Linked DNA regions of Sus scrofa: region 2 is linked to region 1. A link is a contact called in public promoter capture Hi-C data. All regions are on one chromosome and are shown on one strand. Each heading gives the region's core, a stretch centred on a gene start, on an enhancer-like site or on the middle of the called end of the contact. The rest is flanking DNA. Distances are from core to core; before and after follow the strand shown. Region 1 holds the start of C1H14orf28. Region 2 holds the start of MIS18BP1 (mis18-binding protein 1).

Region 1 (2,894 bases), core at 152-2,651:
CCACTACCGACTCTGTTTTCAGGAAGACAATGATCCAATAAGTATAAAATGAATTCCATGTCGTAAGAGAGATTTCAGTTAAACACCTAATCCATACTTATAAACATTTTTAAAGGGCTTTCTCCTTACAAGATCGTTTTAGTATCGAGAGTGAACTGTTTGTATGTGAATTCCAATACAGATACAATACACTCATTATTTTAAGCCTCAAAGCCTGAGTTTCCTCAGCTGTGAAATGCCGTAAGAAATAAGAAAAACTAGGAAACTAAAAAGAGCAGATTTTTGCCAGAATGATTAATTCTTCCTTTTTGGGCAGCCTCTTCTCCCTCTGCTCTGAGAGGTTTCCATTTCTTCCCAACTCCACCAGCAGTAATTATCTTGAATGAGTCAAGCTTCTCTCCCAGAAGTTCCATCCCTCTATCACTAGACTTCTCAAGAGAGGTCCAAGAGGTAGGTCCCTGCCATATCCCTGGCTAACCATTAAATTCGTCAAGAAGATGTCCAAGACTCTGCCACACTCAGCTGTGAATGCAGACCATACTGATGCGCTGGGCTGGGCTTAAATGCCGTGCATTTTGGGCTGAGTTTATTGTGTATTCTGTGCATCGTGTATTCTAGAAGTTGAGCTTCACTTTCCAGACATTTTTTATTGCACAGCTAAACCGACAGTATTTCAACAGCATCCTCATTTCTAACTGCGGGTGGAGGTAATTTTCCAGGATGGCCTGTGTTCCCTGTAAGCAGAACCATGTTGGCTGTGAGCCTTTTAGGGAGGATACAAGAACCAAGACCTACTGAACAGGAATAGTGGTTGGGTTGGGCCCACAGACTAGCATTAAGCATCTATAGCTTCAATTTCCAGTTGTCTATGTGTGGGACTTTATCATCTCCAAAACTCAATTTTTTCATCTCTATAATGGGGCTAAAGCCACCTAATTTTTTTAAGTGTTATTAACTTCCATGATAAATTACAGTACGTTGGCCAATTCTTACCTTAAACTATTAAAGACAGCGTTTAACACAGTAATTCAACTTTTTTCCCAAACTTATACCTAAGTCAAAAAGCTTCCATAACCATAAATTACTAAGAAAACAAAGCTTTCCCTTTTTGAGTTTAAGAATATGAAAAGACCAGACCTAGAAACAAGCCAAAATCAAGTTAAGTCCTAAAATGGTACGAACCTCAAAAAGCCAGGCAAGGTTTGCCTACAAAGCTCCGCCTCCGTGTAAACCCTGCCCACTTCCGGCTACCCCACCCACTTTCTGACAGTGGAATACCGCCCCTCTCTGCGAGGTCCCGCCCCCTACAGCTGATCCTGGTGCCCATTGGGCGAATGTGGACGCTGTGTACACACCCAACACACGCACTTTTGGCAGGGGCGTCTTCGCGCCTGCGCAGCAGCGTCGTCAGGCAGCTGTGAACAGGGGAGTGGGGACTGGGGGGAGGGGGGCGGAGGTCAGGCCGAACCTTCCTCCGTAATAAGAAGCTACGCGTCCCGCGGTCCTGGCTCGGTGGGTCCGGTCGGATCGGGCCTGGGCGCTGGAGCTGCTGTGGCTCCCGCCGCGGCGGGTGCGATGGAGGCCGTACCGGAGCCCAGCGGTCACGCCGGGGGAGGCCGAGACAGCCGGCGGTGCTGGTAGATGAGGCGGCGGCGGTGGCGGCAGCACGGACTCTCCATGAGCAAGCGGAGGCGGCGACGGGTGCGGCGGCACCGGCGGTTTTCGGTCCCCGAGGAGGTACGAAAGTCGGCTTCCGGATGAACGGAGACTGGCTCCTGTGGGAATGCCTTCCACATACAGGCCCTCCCGCCCATTACCCGCAGCCCCAGGCGGGCAGGGGACGCCCATCCCTTTCACCCGCTTCTGGTTTGGAGACCCGCCGCTCGTGCGGGGCCAGCCCTCAGTGCCGGGCCTCCCCCTGCGCTCTGGGCCGGGGGCGGGGTGGGCGTGGCCGGAGTGCGGCGGGCGGAGGGGGGCGCACACCGCCACCCCAGCGGGTCCCTGCCCTCAGACCCGCGCTGCTTCGAGCTGGAGCGCGTGGCCGCTTTATAGATTATTTCGGGGCGCTGATTCGGGAACGAACCCTTAGGACCCTCGAGCTCTTAGGGAGCCCGACATTCAGTGCCTTGGGCAAATGGTCTGGTGCTCACGACCCGCGTGGGGTGGTTTGCTACCCTTTGAAATGACCCCAAAAGAAAGGTGTCGTTTTGCCAAGGAAATAGAGGTCTGGTGCGCTTTCTATGTTTATTCAAACAGGAAGGCCTGTTGAGGCAGGAAAATAAAGCCAGCAGGGTGCCTTCTCTATGGCTTCTAAATCAGTGCCTAACGAAACAATGTTTTTGATATATGGCCAAAACTTAAGGCAATTTAAGTAAAGCTCTTTGCAGCTATTTCGCCATCTTTTTAAGTCATTTTTATTGTCATTTGCTTTGAAACAAATCTGCTCATTCATACAGAAGCAAAATTGTGTCCTCTAGTTCTTTTAATCCTCTCTTACCCCCTCCCTTTTTTTCCAGAAAAAGGCTGGAGAAGTTAGTTTCATTTTGTATGTATGTGTGTATAATTGTAGTTAATTCTCCTAGAGTGTAACTATTGCTTTACAGAGCTATAGTTGCTCATTTGTAATGTCTAAAAGATAATTTGGCCAAAAATACTGCAGAAATTTACAATTTCTTTCCAATGCAATATTTAGGAATCTGAACACAGAGGCTTAATATGTAACCTTGCTACAAAGTTCTTTAAAATTCAATAGATATCAATCAAGCCACGAAGAAAGTTATTTTTATTTTTAAAGTATTTAAGTGTTTTGTGATTTTTAAATAATCTGCTCTGGAACATGTCAGTTCCTGTTAAGAGGGAACTGAGTTTGTGGTTTCCTAGGCTCTAGATTTGCC
Region 2 (2,894 bases), core at 143-2,642, 300 kb after region 1:
CAAAACTATCTGGCAATTCAAATTTTAAGAGCCTGCCCTCCAGGCACCAGGGATTGGCGCGCTCAGGAATTGCGTCACCACGCGTCTCTCTGGGACGCAGGAAAACGTGGGGCGGTCCCCGCTCCGCGAGGGCAGTGCTCTTTCTACAAAACGTAGGCAACCCCAAGTTGCCACGGGTACCGGGCACGCACCTCTAGCTGTCCTCGAAATTAATTTCCTCTTCAGAGAAGGAGCCAACCCCGCATTCTGCCGTTCCTCCCGAAATGCTCTGCGGCAGGAAGACTACGTCAGACGTCGTCTGCGCGCTCTGGCACTTCTGTGGGTTTTTAATTTTGGTCCTTCCCGGCTACCTTCCTCCCCTACTGGCGTGAATGCTGATAGAATTTGGTTGTGCATTCCCTTCCGTCTGAAAGAAAACTGCTTGCCGAATCCGTTTAAGAGCCTTTAGTTTTCTCAGGCCGTCAGGTATTTGAGGCCGAGAAGGAGCGTTTTGTTCTTGAAACAATGGACTAAATGCAAAGTTATACTCGCAATGGGATACTTAGTTTGAGCTATTCCCCCCGGGAAATTTTCTTTTGTTTTGCTTTGTTTTTAAGAAACTTACTGAATCCTAAAGCCTTAATCTCGGCTACCCTGGTTTGCCTTACAGTTGCAGTTAGACCGAGCCGTATCAGACCACACCCAGTGATGCTGTGCCGTAGCCACGGCGGAGCACTGTGTATCCCCCGCTTCAGCGCCCCAGCAAGCCGCAGTTGCCGGCCGGAAGCATTGTGTAGTGCCCCTTGTTTCAGTCTTGGCAGAGAAAAAGGAGCCAGAGGAGTAACTAGTGTTTTCAGCCCTAAATCCCTTCTGGCTCCAATCCTGCACCTTCTTTCCATGAACTCCGCCCCCCTCCTCACCAAGTACGCATTTAGGACAGGAGAGTTTATTTTTTGCTTCATCCAAGAAAAGTTCTCAGCATCCTAGAATCATGTATCGCATCTGTCCGATAAGACTGGACTGAAATGGCTGTAATGAATTAATTTTTTAAAGAGATGGTTGCGAGCCCTTCTTCTAAAGTCTGTATCCACTAAATCCTGTATTCACCAAATATTCAGAATCCAAAATGTAAATTTAAAGCATAAAATGATTGCAAGTAAAGAAAAAAAAGAAACCAGTTGGGGGGTAGAACGAGGAAAGCAAATCTGTCAGAGCGGAAAAATCAAAGAAGAGACAGTAGGCTGGAGCTCTGAGACTTCAAGCCAGTTTTATGGACCAACAGATTGGCCAGGAGTCGGGAGAGAGCTCAGGTTCTCCGCTGCTTAGGGAGCAGTTAGTGATGTAGGAAAAGGGGTAGTTTCTATTTTCAGCACAGGTTTGTTCTTGGGCTAGGTCAGTATTCAAGGGTTAGGGGGAGGCAGTTTCCTTAGGAATGTAAGTAATGGTTTTGGGTGGGGGGTAGAGGGCAGTTGTAAAAGAACATCGTCTGATGAATGACTCTTTAACTGGTCTCCAAGGCAGCTCATTGTTCCCCAGGGGATCAGCCTTCTAGATTTTAAGTCTGATTAGAGTTTAGGTGGTGCATAGCAGGTCATGTACGATTCCCCACCTAAGAAAATCCATGTAGATAAATGAAGTTTCTATTTCTGCAGCATAATGGGAAATTGACTGGACATGGATTTGCACCAGATCTGTGGGAAAAGCCAGACTTAAAAATATGTGTTTAATGACATCTATGAAATAAACTCTGTGGGATAGAGGGGTTTTAAAGAGACAGGCATTCATATTTCAAAGCATCTGAAATGGAAATGTGAAAGTTTTCTATTCCTGATGATAGAGATAGACATGACTCACAACATTCAGTCAAAATAGGAACCTTGAAATATTAAGGGCAGGTACTCAGTTTAATTTTTTAAATTAACTGTTTCTCGTGTGAGAAGTAACTAGGATCTAGTGCGCTCCAGAGTGAACTGCAACAGGAATTTACATAAGAATGACAAATAATTTTCTAAGGAAACCTGGATAACAGCTTGTGGGTAAAAAAGTACAGAGAGAAGGCATACAGGCCAAGGGACAATGTTCATCTGTCCGTTGGACATTGATATGCTGCCTCGGATGGACCGTTTAAGTTTATATCTGCTGGGGATGGAGAGCTTCTTATATTCACAGTCAGGCAGCTGGAATAATCTGTCCTAAGTCTGTAACTCTTGGGAATGTATACAGACCCACTTAGGGTCCAAAAGACAGATATTGGAGGAGCCGATTCCTCTAATCGTTGTGTGGGAGTTGCTACCAAGGGATCTGAGTCTGCTGAGCTTGGAGGAATATTCCCAGCACCATGGTAAGTTCCAGTAGGGGCACTACTTGACCATATAGCATTTTGGGGGGAATTAGAAAAAAGATACTCTTTCATCAAGGCCAGTGGTTCTCAACCAGGGATAATTTTGCACCCCTAGAGGACATTTGGCAATGTCTGGAAATATGAATGTCAGGACTGAGAAGGATGGCCCTTGTAGCTATTGAGTAGAGGATAGAAATGCTGCTAAACATCCTATAATGCACAGGGCAGCTATTGATAATTCTTAAAGAATTATCAAGATTAAAATGTCAGTAATGCCAAAGTTGCAAGATCCTACACTTGTAACATGTAGCCCTGAATTAGGATTTTTGTCTCCTTTCACTCTGTGTTCCCAGTGTAAGGCATAACTGTGCAAATACTACTGTCCTCTCTGGGCTTAGAGGAAGGTTGAAAATGGAATCAACAGGGAGGTTTTACAGGCTTTTAAGAGGAGGATTCTTCAGTAGAAAAGACTGTCAAGAAGATTGTTGTATAATAGAGACAGTATACAAGCACATAAACATATAAACATACTATTACAAATTGTAATAAGTGCTATGAAGGTGTATTAGTTTGG

Evidence for each region. Promoter capture Hi-C pulls out the DNA fragments that hold promoters and counts their contacts.
Region 2: a promoter capture Hi-C map of fetal liver shows a contact between it and region 1, with 5 times the contacts expected there. The contact joins the promoter of MIS18BP1 here to the promoter of C1H14orf28 in region 1. A contact is called at or near these places in 2 of 5 promoter capture datasets (fetal liver and liver), 17 of 47 Hi-C or Micro-C datasets (alveolar macrophages, brain, embryonic fibroblasts and 11 more) and 2 of 2 datasets of contacts at active chromatin or transcription factors (alveolar macrophages and skeletal muscle).

What each region holds. Positions count from the first base shown.
Region 1 is chr1:175,144,517-175,147,410 of Sscrofa11.1, forward strand. C1H14orf28 reads left to right here and starts at 1,402. Exons shown (of 5, transcript XM_003480458.4): 1 at 1,402-1,737.
Region 2 is chr1:175,448,007-175,450,900 of Sscrofa11.1, forward strand. MIS18BP1 (mis18-binding protein 1) reads right to left here and starts at 1,393. Exons shown (of 14, transcript XM_021101228.1): 1 at 192-1,393.